Regions from separate parts of the Mus musculus genome. Here region 1 is linked to region 2. Evidence: chromatin contacts called from public HiChIP or PLAC-seq data. All regions are on one chromosome and are shown on one strand. The core of a region is the stretch at or near the end of the contact, and the rest is flanking DNA. Distances in the headings are between cores, read along the strand shown. Region 1 holds the start of Masp1 (mannan-binding lectin serine peptidase 1). Region 2 has its middle 29 kb from the start of Gm31527.

Region 1 (7,041 bases), core at 2,846-5,345, 440 kb after region 2:
TTCTGACTGAGATGACATAGAATATACCTCAATGACATTTTAATATGAATTCCCTTGATGGCTAAGGATGCTGAATATTTTCCTACTTGTTCTCTGGCTCTTTGTGAACGGTCTGTTCATTTTATTGTTTACTTGGGATGTTTGACTTTGGAGCATTTAGGGTTTTCAGTTCTTCAGGTAGTCTAGGGATTAGCCTGTCAGACAGGTAGGTGGCAAAGATTTCCTCCCGTTCTCTCTGTTGTCTCCTTACATTATGTCCTTTGTTCTGTAGCTACCTATTAATTTCACAAAATAATGTGTCAATTCTTGATTTTATTTTGTGAGCTCCTAGAGGCCTTTTCAGAAAGTCTTTCCCTGTGTCTATATCTTGACACACCTTCCCCGTGCTTTTCTCTAACAGAATCAGAATTCCAGGTCTTACATGAAGCCTTGTGTGTGTGTGTGTGTGTGTGTGTGTGTGTGTGTGTGTGTGTGTGAGACACTTTTCAATTGATTTTTGTACAGCATGAGAAATGGGAATCTAGTTCCATTCTCCTACCTGAGAGTACCTAGCTTTCCTGGGACTACTATTGAAGAATGTTTATTTTTAACATATGTGTAAGTAAACAATGTCCATTATGTGTGAAAGACCCTAAGCACTTTGTCAGAAAACCCTTAAAACTGATAAACACAGGAAAGTAGGAGGATCAAAAACAAAATAAAAATCAGTACCTTTCCTATATGTGTTGAGAAAGGAATCAGGAAAATAATCCCACTTATAATAATGCTTTATGAGGTATGCATTAAAAATGGTATAATCGTGCCAGGCGGGGTTTCACAGTGTCAGATTCAGCAACCACACTGAAGTGAATTTGAGTGTCCCTGGATGAAGCATGGGCATTCTTTTAATTTCTCACAGTTGTGATGACCAGGAAAGTCTGAAGGTAATGGTATTGGGCATTGTCCTGGTCGAGGTGCTGAGCGACCTAACGTTTAGTTTTTGTTTTGCTTTGGTTTTTGATTCAGGTGTCACTGTGCCTCCTAACTAGCCTTGACTTTGCTGTCTTCTTGTCCGCCCTTTGGGAACAGGGATTATAGTTGTGCTCCACCACATCTGTGATTCTAAATTGCCTCAAGCTCTTTATTTATTTCTTAGATATTCAAAAGGAAGCCTGAGTTTCAGACTTTGACCCCTGCCCTGCCAAAGAACAACCCACTGACCAAATTCTTTACATTTTCTGACACATTCATAGCATTCCAGAAACTTTCACTCAGACACTACAAAATAAATACTTTGGTAGAAAATGTAAACCCCGGTGTTCCAGGGTAGGAAAACTATAGGACTCATTCTCACATAAGCTGCCTTTCTGATAGATAGGGCTTCCTGACTGTGGCGAGAAGGCCAGGGCTCTGAGCTCACCCCTGTTGTCCCCATTTCTTTGCTTAGAACTAAGAACTATTGGTTCCTTGTGTGCATTTTAAGCCACTTTTTGTCAAACTTTTAAAGAGACTAATTGAATCTTTCCAAACATAATTTTTCTTAATAGCCGTGATAGGATTCTGAATAATGAATGACGACACTGTCAGAACCACAGGGAAAGCAAGCGACACCACTGTGGGGTTCCTCTGGCCTCCTACCTCAGTGCAGGCGAGCAGCCTCTCATCCGTGCATCTTCTCAAGCCCACATCATGTTCTATGTGCTCACACTCAATGAACTGATACCCCACAAAGAAAGTAGGTGACTTGCCTGAAGCTGCAACTACTGGGACTACAGCCCAGTGCTCCAAACCCCAGAGCAGCACGGCCATCCTCTCACACCTGGGTATGATGGAGACACCTCAGGGAGTCTTCATTAAAAGCATAGTGCAAGCCAGTGGGCAGCTGCAGGAGTCACACACCCAGAGCCTCCACTGCACCTCTGTGACTGTGTGCATTCCAGCAGCTCCAACCGAGCCTTGGCTGACACCTAAGGACGCCATATAGCAGAGCTGCTGCAAATTGCTAGAATGTTCACTCAGAATACCCTTCAAGTGTCTCCCATTGATCACTGGCAGTCTTTAAAAAGCTAGGGCAAGAAGCTATTTCTGGAGGTCTAATTGCTCTCTGTGACACTTTACAAGGGGTAGCTTATGGCTTTCCCTCTCAAACTCTTCCCTCTGTGCCCAGATCTAGAGTGAACGCCTTTCCTTAACATATGCTAACTCCAGAGAGGGTGGGCTCAGCTGCAGGGAGAATTGCCGGACTCCTTCCCCGGGCAAGGCCACTGTGCACTGTGTGCGTCTTGCCAAGTTCTTTCTCCTTTGGTTTGAAAACCCTTGTGTATTCCAAAAGAAATGCAGCCCATGTGTTTCTGATTCATTTACACTTAAATCATTAAAATGTTTTTTTGTGAGAGTTATTTGATGTCTAAAGAGCCTGACAGTCTGCTTAATGGAGATTTTACAGGGTTTTCTTTCTTGTCCTGCCTGAAACAGAGACCATTTCTCTCGGGCAATGCCTGAGTTCAAACCTCCCTCCTCATCACACACACTTACACTACATTATCAGCCAGAGCCTCATAATCATGCCAATCACACAAGGCTGGCACTCAGGAAAGCTAAACTGGAGAACTTGGAGGAAAGACAAGAAGGGGTTACAGTAAATGTCAAATCTTTGCTCCCCCCAAAATACGTCAAGGAGAGCTATCTCAGGGTGGAGAATGTGTTTGGCACCTTGATTCAGGTGGCAGGTGGCCTTCTGCATGACTGAAAAGCAGCTCATCCTCAAATTCTCACTTGTGCCTCGTTACAGTTTCCATTCAGCGAACAAAGAGATGGGATCTGAAACAGTGCTGTACGCAGCCAGGTTGGTCAGAAAACATAGATCACCGTTAAAGTCTGGATCAGCATCTAAAGCGCTTGAAATAGTTCAGGACTCGGTTTCTCTGTTAGTGGATGTATGTGGTTTGCAAACGCCACGTGCTCTGTGATACGTTACCGAGACGTGGTGTCATGGAACCCATGAGAGATGGACTTCTTCCTCCCTTCCTAAGTGTATGACCACTTCCTCTGGGCACTTTCTTTACTGGAGTTATAATGCTACCACAGGCCTGGACAAGGTTCTCGAAGGAACGAGTGGGGCCAGGGTTAGCGCCCAGTGGCTCTTCTAACAGCTGGCTTGAGGTGGCAATGGCTCCAGAAGTGGTAGTGGGATCCTGGATGCCTTGGCCAGTCCTATAATCTTGTTAAGACATCATTTTCCCACCTGGAAAAGATCCATCAGAGAGAACCCTCAGAAGTTTGTGGAAGTGATTTAGACAGCGTTTGTGCCTGGCGCTGAAATGATGCAGGTGAGCGGGCCCACCCACCTCACACGCCCTTCAGCGCAGGCTGCCACTTTTGTGTGTTGGGGTTATTACTGTGGAAGGGCCTCTGTCGGACTGAGATGTCGGACTGCAGAGATGATACTGTGGTGGAGTTACAGTAGGGGTTAGCTGTGGAGAGGGTTATATGTGGTGCTGTCTTTAGGAAGAGGGCTCTCTTATTACTCAGCTCAGCATAGATCTGCTGTACGTTTCTCTATGGGGCCTGAGGCACTGACAGCACACAGGCACAGTTCTTTCTAGATGCATGGGGCACCTGGCTCTCTGGCTTTGCTGAAGCCTTTTTCCCAACTGGGTAAATTAGATCTCTGCATGCTTGCAGTTAGACAGTGCCACGCAGCAGCCTTTCAAGTGGGGAGAGTAAGTAGCCAACTGCAGGAACTGGTGCTCCCTCACCAGCGGGGCCAGCCACGAGGTTTTCAGAAGGAAAAAAAAAAAAAAAAAAAACCTGTGGATGTCCACGAACAGGCTGAGGCTTGGAATCTGCCTTCTTTTTTATAATCTCCTAGAACTGCCTTTTTAGTTGGCTGTTTCTGTTTAATTGTTCTTTTGCTGGGGTCCTAAAGTAGAACAATTATAGCCATCAGGCAAGGGAGGCTGAAGAGAAATTACTCTCTCTCTCTCTCTCCTCTCTCTCTCTCTCTCTCTCTCTCTCTCTCACACACACACACACACACACCTCTAAGTCTCTCAGATTTTTTTCTCAAGGGCTGCAGTCCCTCCCTAGGAGGGGACTGGCTAACAGATCTTGCAAGGAAACAGTCTGTCAGGTCCCTCCGAGTGTACATAAGCTCAGACAGAGAGAGGAGAGAGGGAAAGCCAGAGGGAGAGGGGGAGAGGGGATCTGTTGCAGGCAGGAGAAGGCGTGACCTGAATGGAGAATGCCAGCCAATTCCAGAGACACACAGGGACCTCAGAACAAAGATAAGGCATCGCTGACACCACACCGGGGACTGGGACGAGCTCACAGACAAGTCTGGCAGAAGGAACCAAAGCCAGGAGCTCACAGAGCAGGAAAATGAGGTGAGTGCCTGGTCAGGGGACCGAGTGGAGAGCAGCCCGCTGGGTCTGACCTTGTCTCTAGGCAGACTCACCTGCTTATCCTCTGGGCGGCTGGGGATGGGGGAGTCTCATCAATCCTGGGGGCCCTGTCCCTGGGGCACCTTCCCAGGGACTCCGGAGAGTCGCAACTTGAAACCAGATAGTTTGTGCAAAGCCTGCTCCTGGCGAGGCTGAGGCTCAGATTTCTCTCTCTGCCAGCACAGGGTGCTGCCTACTGGCCAATGCGATCCTCCTCCTCCTCCTGCCCACAAGGCTGATTCTTCTTTTTGCTGCTCGGCAAAGAGCACTGATTTCTTTCTCCCAACACTTTGAGAGTTAGATAATGTGTTTGTGTGTTTATATTTTTTTTTTCTGACCGGAAAAGACAACAGTTCCCCCCACAGCCTCACTTGTGGTTTCTTGAGCCTTCAGAAGTTTGCCAGTTAAACCTCAATTTAGAAAACTAGAAACCTGTCCCCATTTTACAGTTCCCTATAAATTCTGCATTTCTCACTGAAATCAGAGGCAGCTGGTGACATGAATCAGGCTAGGAAATGCACCAAATGGCTCTTAAAGAGACACCACAGTTTTTTTAAGGAGCATGTGGGATTCAGAAACCTACCACTTTAAATTCTAATGGGCTTGAAGCTCTTCAACCTTCCCTGTTTCTTGTGTCCCTTCATGTTCCTCACCAGGCATTTCTTATAAGCTTTACCAGAGTCTGAAACCCCAACTATCCTAATTATTGTTATCACTTGTAAGTGTCAAAAAGAGCAAGGAAACACACTCTGGAGATGTGTTAAGTCCCTACACACCTATTTTCCATTCGCTTTCCTTTAAATCAGGAAAGTTTCTATTTGTTTCTTTTCTTCAGTCACCTGGTAACTTGCTCAGTCCAGGGCCAATAAAGAGTGAGCTTCCATCTGTGTAACTTTGGATTGCATTGACCTATGCCTAGGAGGAAGAGCTGTCTCTAAAAGTTCATTCCGTCATTCTGATCTTGTAAAGTTGTCCTTTGGTTTTGTTCATTTTTCCCTTCTTCTGAAACAATGGCTTTTCTTCCTTTGTACTGTGGAATGATATTCTGCCTTACCTGTGCCTCAGCCATCCCAAAAGCTCACCGTTGTATATGCTTAACCCTCAATTTAGGACAACCCTCCCAGGTATTTCGCTCAACATTGTGTCCTCGTTTCTGATCTCCATCCCTCAGACATGGCATCTCTTCCTTTGTTCTCATCTGTGGCCATATTTCTTGTCATCTCTGGCGTGGCTACTGATTTAAATGTCCACTTCCCACTTCCGAGGGATGTAACCAATGTCTTCATCTTTGTAGGTCTTCATGGTCATGTGACCAGCACCTAACATCATGTTCCTTTCTAGTAGAAATTCAGTAACTATGACAGAGTCGAATTCAATTACTGAATATCAAAAAGAAGTTCTAGGAAAGTGTCCTGCTGGCTGTCTCTCAGGGGTCTGGACTCACAGGCACACAGCACTTGAGTCACTTTCATGAGCATTGCTTCATCCTGGCTTCGGGTTTCATGTGACATAAGGATTAATGGGAACATGAGATAGAAGCCATTAAGCAACTTGCCCAGGGCCACACTGATGATCTGGAAAAGGCCCAGACTCATTCTTGTGTCTTTGGGCTCCAATCATTTTCCTGATATATTCTATGAGGCTCTCAATCCCAGCTGCAGATTACAATGGTCTATGGTACTCGAGGAATGCCAGTCCCCAGGCGATAGAACAGAGTTTCGTGCACAGGGGAGGGGTTCAAACATTAGTATTTTTTTTTAATTTCCACATAAAGCTATGGGGTTTTTTTTTTAATTATTTTTTCACAGGATTAATTGCTTTGGCCAGATGCCTGGGCATGATACGGGCATGGATCCAACTTCTTCTCTGAGCTTTTGTTATTCTTTTCTTCTGTTGGAGTTAATTCACCATATGGTATTTGGCATGATATGCCATCTCTTAGGATATACTTTTCATCGTCTGTCAAGTGAGGCTGGTGGGTAAGGGAGCTCTGTAGTCTCTTCCAACACTGAATCTTAAAAATGGAGTGTTGGTGGCGTGTACATTGAAATGAGCGGAGCAAATGGAGAAGCTAGGGCGTGCCCCTGACGCCACAGTCTGACTCTCCTAGCTTCTTTATGTGTCTCTGATGGCCTGCTCTTATCACGGAGACTGTGAAATCCCAGCTCTCTGTATCACTTTTGACATTTCAAACAAATGCAGCTCGACTGTTTTTGATCTGCTGGGGGAGAGATAACAGGTGTCAGGACTTATACAGCCGGTGCCTGGTGCAGAAGAAGTCAAAACAGGATTGCGATGAGAAGCGAACGCTGCCGTGTGCCTCCTTTGGTTCACAGCCCCTAAGGCAAGCAAGCAAGCATATGTTTCAGCCTCTCACATGAATGGAGATATCTGCTTCATGCATCTAAGTCTGTCTCGAGATGCAAAGAACAGAACACTCCACAGGCTTCTCGTGTACGCACATTCACCGGCTGCCTAACCGCACAGGGCCCCGAGGCCTGGGCTGAGGGGTCAGTCAGATGCCAGCCTCAGCAGAACTGGCCTGAGGAGGCTTTCTCCTCTGTGTGTTCTGGGGAAAAAGCACATGGGGAGAAAGTCGACCTTTCAGCCTTGTGCAATT
Region 2 (6,569 bases), core at 2,780-5,279:
AGAAGATGACACTGTCTCAAGGGCATGTGCTGAGTGACCTATCTCCTCCATATAGGTCTCACCTTCTAAAGTTTCCAGAACCTTCTAGAATAGTGCTACCACCTGAGGACAAGCATTTTAAAACAATTGCTTTTGGAGGGCTTGGGAGCTTGACTCTATACCTAAGCCACAGCAGCAGGCCTGTAGACCGGGTGAGTCCACACAAGCAGAGCTGTTAAGGAGCTGAAAGTGGCAGAGTGGCAAGAACTCTCTCATTAAGTGACTCTTCTGACCTGTGAGGTGACTGAAGGAGACAGTCTGCTGCCATCTAGTGTCTGGGCAAGTGTAGAGACCAGGCTCTACCTAACCCCAACCCCAGGAAGGTACAGGGGTGTGTTCTGATTTAGTAATGATGAAATGAATAGGGCCTGCCTAGGGTCACACAGCTGAGTGTCATACGCCACACCTAACCCTTTGTAGAATTTACAGTTCAGTCAATGCTTAGGACCTAGGCTTCTTATTTTAATTTCTTTGCCTCACTCACGGTAGTGATTGATAACAAATTGTCTCGCATTCTTCCAGATGCATACTCAGGAAAGCATTAAGAAGATGGACCCCGGAAAAAGAAACAGGGGAAAGCTGACCCCTGGGTGGCAGTCAGGCCACGTCAGTGGCAGATCCCCAGAGCCAGGCTCTTAAAATAAGATGATCTTCCAACACTGGGTTCTGTGGAGCCTGCTATCATCTGGAGGCTTCTGGACTTACATTTCTATGATACCCAATATCTCCTACACCTAGTTGCAATAGGGTACCTGTGCCCTGGACTTTCTCCTTACATGGGTTAGTTTGTGTGGGTTCCTATTTCTCGGAACAAGAGCGCAGTTTATGCTGACAGCCACATTTTATACATATTTATATTTCATAGTTTATGAAAATGACACACACACGCACACATATGGGTCATTTACTAATCTCTGAAGTGGCAAAGGGAAAAGTATCTATAGTCAAACTAATAGTTGAGATGATTGAAAGTTGTTAAGTATTCACACTGCTTCTTCTTTTGGCTAAATTCAAGTGTGAAATTGTTAAGGAATGACGCTTTTGCAGTGCTTCCCTAGAAGGTAGGAAATCAAAACACGTTTGTTTATAGCAACTTGATCATTTTGCATTACTGGCTACAAGGAACAACATCACCAGGGTCTACAGAGGTAGCTCAGCAGAGAAAGCTCACGACTCTTCCAGAAGACCTGAGTTCAGTTATCAGCACCCATATGCGGCAGCTCACAACAGTCAGTAACTCCAGCTCCAGGGGTTAAAAGGTAAAGAAAGAGTACTATGAAAGGACTGCAGACTTTGGAGACGATTTTACAATAGTTACCAGTTTCACTGTTAATTATGGTACTACAATAAAATGCGGCCCGGTCTATACACTGCATTTCACAGTAGACGGTTTTTCTGATGATAGCTTTGTGACTTTCATAAAGGATACACACTTTTTACTATTGCTTTCCCACACTCATAATCTTTGGAGTAAAATTCAATTTAGTGTTAAGCTAAAGCAAAACTTGTAACTGGTTATAATTAATAAAACAGGTACTGCTGTTGGAAGTTGTGTGTGTGTGTATGTGTGTGTGTGTGTGGACCTACGTGTGGGAACCCATGTTTACATAAGTGGAGGCCATATGGTTTATCTTCCTCAGTCTTTTCTCACATCATTTATTGTGGCAAGGTCTCTCATTTGAATCCAGGGCTCCCTGATTTGGTCAGTCTACCAAGCCAGCTGGTCCTTGGGGACCCCCAATATCCACCTTCCAAGTGACAGGGTTATAGGCAGCTGCCAAAGCAAACCAACATTTCTGTGGTTTCTGGAGACTGGAACTGGCTTTGCCAACCTCGAAAAGCAACTAAGCCATCTCCTTGGCTGCATGTCTAAACTTCTTAATGAATGGTGGCTGACAGTTCTTGGATTCCTCCAAGGAAAAACACAAACCTTGGTTTACCAAAAATACCGTGACCAATAGAGAAGACCAACTTCCTCTAATCCCTAAAGAGGAGAAAGAGGGATTCTATCCTGCCAGGGTCATGAGACACAATACAACCAGTGTAGTGTTAAGGGGCACTTACATTGAAAGGGGAGAGTACGTCCGTGGGCACTAGGAAAGCAGGCATCTACGTAGAGGTACGTCAAGTCAGAAAAGGCTTGGAGTCTCAGATGGAAACTTGAGATGTACCTTAGTACCCACCTTTGGCAACTGACCACCCTAGATGAATGGTTGCTTAGGACATTTAACACACAAGAGAGACCTGAAGATAGTCTATGTAGCCCAGGCCTGTCTCAAACTCACTGCATACTCAAGCTGTCCTTGAACTTGCTGTCATCTTGTCTCAGCCTCCCCATGGCTGAGATTCTAAGTGTGTGACATCATAAAGAGTGTGACATCATACAAAGTGTGTGACATCATACAAAGTGCGTGACATCATGCAAAGTGTGTGACATATAAATTGTGTGACATCATACAAAGCTGCTGTCTTTATATCCTAAGCAGGCAGGTTTGGTTAGGTAGCAAGCACATACAGAGTCAGAATCATTGACGATGGTAAATGAGACTCTTTAGGGACTATAATAATTTCACATAGTCAAGAAAACCAAACCAAGAACAGGAAGACATCACATCAAGTGTCACTGCAAGAACTTTGATCAGAGAGATCACTTAATTCCAGAGTATGAACCAGGCCCTCAGAACATTTTCAGTTAAGTTTGAAAACTATAACATGAACAATGTAGAAAAAAATACCAAAAGGCATTAAAATGATTGCCAATAAATGATGATCGTAGGAATCCTGGGGCCTTGAGAAGGACATAGGTGGAATGACACATCACTCTCTCAGGACACTCACTATGTGGTGGCCAGCTTTGCTGAGCAGTTAAGCCAGAGATCAGTATCCTGAAGGTTTCAAGAGCCCCGGGCTTCTCCATGGAATGGCCTCATCTGTTTGGAAAGAGCTATCTTGCTCAATGTCACCATCTCTGAAGTTTGTCCAGGCTGCTGTATCAAAGTAAGACAATCTGAAGGGCTTCGTGCAAGTCCTGGAGGCTGGCTTTCTGAGACCAGATGCCAGCAGGGTGGATTCTCCTGAGTTGTGTGAGAGTCTGTTCCAAGCTTCACTTATAGCCTCTGATGGCTGTCTGACCATCTTTGATTCTCTTCTGGCTTATGAAAACATCGTCTTTGTCTCTCTCTTTTTCTCATGTGTACATGTGCACGTGCACACTCTCGTGTACATGTGTAACCAACCTCTTTATACCACACTAACCAAAAAGCTTCCGCAAAGGGTTAGTGCCTGGATTATATATGAGGTTCAAGCTGCTCAGTAGTGAGAAACAATTAGAGTCAAAATCGATGCAGGAGCTGGTGAGACAGCTCAGTGAGTGAAGGCATTTGCCACACGAGCCTGGCGACCTGAGTTTCATCCCAGGAATTAATTTAAAGATGAAGGGAGAGAACCCAGTCCACAGAGCTGTGCTCTGATCGTTACAGGCACACTGTGGCCTATGTGCCTGCAAACACAGATATGCTGCTGCTGCTGCTGCTGCTGCTGCTGCTACTGCATGGATGATGGTGACAGTGGTGGTGGTGGTGATGGTGATATAAAAATGGTATAAATGGGCTGGAGAGAGATGGCTCAGCAGTTAAGAGCACTGACTGCTCTTCCAGAGGTCCTGAGTTCAATTTCCAGCAACCACATGATGGCACAGAGCTATCTGTAATGGGATCTGTTGCCCTCTTCTGGTTTGTCTGAAGATAGCTACAGAGTACTTATATAAATAAAACAAATGAATATATTTCTAAAAATTTTATAAACATGAATGGACATTTATCCAGACATTTAAATGGTCAAGGGAAATATGAAAGAAGCTCTCAGTTCTGTCACTCATCAGGGAAATGCAATTAGCATCACAGTGAGCTTTTACTTTACTAGAACAGTTGTTACCAAAGGGGCAAGTACTAGGAGAAAGGGGAACTCTACACACTATTCTTGGTAATGTAAATTAGTAATGCCATTATGGAAAGCAGTACGAAAGTTCCTCAAAAATTAGAAACACAAGTTAGCGGATGATCTGACATTCTGATGGCTAGAGATACTCATCCAGAGGGAACACAATGGTAGCCTAGCACCCCGTACCCAGTGCAGCACAAATCACAGAAAGGAAGAAGTAGAAACGACCTAGTATCTACCAACGCATGAATGGATAACGAAAACGTGGTATACAAAGGAGGGGCCTACTGTGTGCAGTTGAATGGCTTCTACAGAACCCGGAGCTCACGCTGTTAGGCAAGCGGGCCCAACAGGCACAATGTGACAAGATCTAGTCTCACAGACCCCGAGCATGTTTATGGGGGACTTTTGGTTAATTGAGGTGGGAGATCTGCCCTAAATGTGTTGGAACCATTTCATGAGACTGCTTTTCAAAAAAAGAGAATGATGTGTGGTGTTCTAGTGCCCACAACAATAACTATTATTAACAATATTGTATCAACTATTTCAAAAATTAGGTAAAAGAAAGTATGTTGCATAATTTTACTGTAAAGACATGATACACAAGATAGGGGACTTGTAGATTTGATTATTAAAAGCCTTTAATGGCAAAAGCACTCATATATCCAACAAATGTGCAGAACTATTATATAGAAGAAAAATTTAAGGCTAAGGGAAAACCATAATGAAAATCCAAGGGCACAACAGTCACGTTGGGTAATGCCTGTGGGTCTCAATGATCTTGTACTAATCAATATTTACTTCGATGTGACAGTGTTTAGACTCACCTAAGAGACAAACCTCTGGGCATGTTTGCGAGGAAATTTCTAGATTTGTTTAACAGAGGTGGGAATACCTACCCTAAATGTAATGACACCATTCCATGAACTGTGGTCTGATGCTGAAGGCCTGGGTTCAGTCCCTAGGAGCATCTCTCTCTCTCTCTCTCACACACACACACACAAGGAGAAAGTCAACTGGGCAACCAGCTCTCATATATCTTTATATCCTAGCGGGATACAATATGGTTCGATACCTTATTCTCCAGCCACCATGCCTTCACCACCTTGACAGTTTATACTCCCTTGAACTGTGACCTGAAATAAACTTACCTCTCTTTATCTTTCCTTTTGTTGAAGATTGGGTCACAGCAAGGAGAAAAGTAGCTACTACAGAATAGTGGTGTCAAGAAGTGGTCCTTGCTGTGACCGTGCTCAGCTCCTTTCTGTGCAGATGATGTTATCGCAAGCTTTCAATCCTGAACATAGAGAGAGCTTCAGGACATTTTGGTGTGGTCTGGTACAACTTTGTGACATCCTCATTTCTCCATCTCGGAACGGGAATGCTTACTCTGTGCATTCGTTATCTATCAGAACTATGCAAATAGGATTTCTCTAAAGTAGAACTTACAGCTAAGAGATTGCCTTAAATCTCAGAAGAGACTCGAGCTTTGGACTTTCAAACAGTGTTGGAACTGCTAAAGGCTATGGGGACTTAAAGTTGAACAGAATGCCTTTTGCCCTAGGAAATGCCCTTGAGCCTTCGGGGACAAGAAATGGAAGGGTAGGGCTTCCACATGACATGCTTGGGTGTCAAGTTGTTGAGGGGTGGACCTGAAATAGCTACTATTGATTATCAACTTGACAATAGCTAGAACCACCCAGGAGACAAATTTCTAGGAGAGTCTATGAGGAATTAGCTAAATTATGTTAATTGAGACAGGAAGACTCACTCGAAATGTGAGTGGCTGGAGTTCTAGATCAACTAATTAACTAACTAGCGACCTAACTAACCAACTAACTAACTATCTAACTAACTAACCCCTTCCTCCCCTAAGTAACTTATTAGGTATGCTTGTCACAACAATAAGAAAAGCGTGACACTAATTGCTATGTAACAAATCTGTTTGGAAACAGTGGCATGTTCTCAGACACTCCAGATAAAAATCTCAAACTATGAATTTTGAAAGGGACACAATTAAACTCACAACAGAGACTGCTTGTAAAGTTCTCACAAATGGCCCCAGCATCACAACTCTTTCTCTTGTGTTTCTCCCACACACTAGAGGTCCAGGGGTTTGAGATTTGAATTCCTTCTTGGGGCCAGACAATTGGCCTTGGGGACCTCCCAGGAGCTCACCAAGGGCTTCTTGCCTCAGAGGAGGAGAGACAGAGACAGTGGTGCTGGCCCCAGCCCAGTAGATGCTTTTTTCCAATTCTAACTAGTTTTGTCGTTTCTACCTTTGGTGGGCCTCACAAATAAACATCAGTGAACAACATAGTGTTTGGTGAGCAAGGGCACTTGGGTTATACAGACATGAGAACAGGTCAGCCTCAAGCTGGTATCTATGAAATAGAAACGATCTGAATTTTATAGGATACAGCATTTCAAGATGGGTGAAAATCCCTTTCACTGGAGACTATGGTTGCTCATTGCATTTCAACTTGTGAAGGCAATCCCGGGTTTACCAGCCATCACAGCCAGGAGAGCTTTACGCCTAAGGGACTCTTTAACATGTTGCTACTTGTTATTGTAAGTGTTGTAAGGTGGTC

Evidence for each region. HiChIP or PLAC-seq counts read pairs in DNA pulled down with a chosen protein or histone mark.
Region 1: an H3K4me3 HiChIP or PLAC-seq map of bone marrow-derived macrophages shows a contact between it and region 2, with 7 times the contacts expected there. The contact joins the promoter of Masp1 here to the enhancer-like site in region 2. A contact is called at or near these places in 12 of 39 promoter capture datasets (the 3T3-L1 cell line, 3T3-L1-derived adipocytes, the HPC-7 cell line and 6 more), 2 of 15 datasets of contacts at CTCF or cohesin (the NIH/3T3 cell line and embryonic stem cells), 1 of 484 Hi-C or Micro-C datasets (bone marrow-derived macrophages), 9 of 115 datasets of contacts at active chromatin or transcription factors (bone marrow-derived macrophages, cardiomyocytes, embryonic basal ganglia and 5 more) and 1 of 9 other capture datasets (embryonic stem cells).

What each region holds. Positions count from the first base shown.
Region 1 is chr16:23,517,869-23,524,909 of GRCm38.p6, reverse strand. It overlaps Masp1 (mannan-binding lectin serine peptidase 1), which reads left to right and starts at 4,095. Exons shown (of 11, transcript NM_001359083.1): 1 at 4,095-4,364. The coding sequence starts at 4,360. It also overlaps a transcript of Rtp4 not described here.
Region 2 is chr16:23,956,326-23,962,894 of GRCm38.p6, reverse strand. No RefSeq gene overlaps it. Among named protein-coding and RNA genes, the nearest start is that of Gm31527, 29 kb to the left of the region's middle. Within about 2 kb of position 4,029, at least 3 of the 459 cell types and tissues checked have an H3K27ac peak or open chromatin away from gene starts, as enhancers often do. A contact at or near this core is called in bone marrow-derived macrophages, where this site is marked.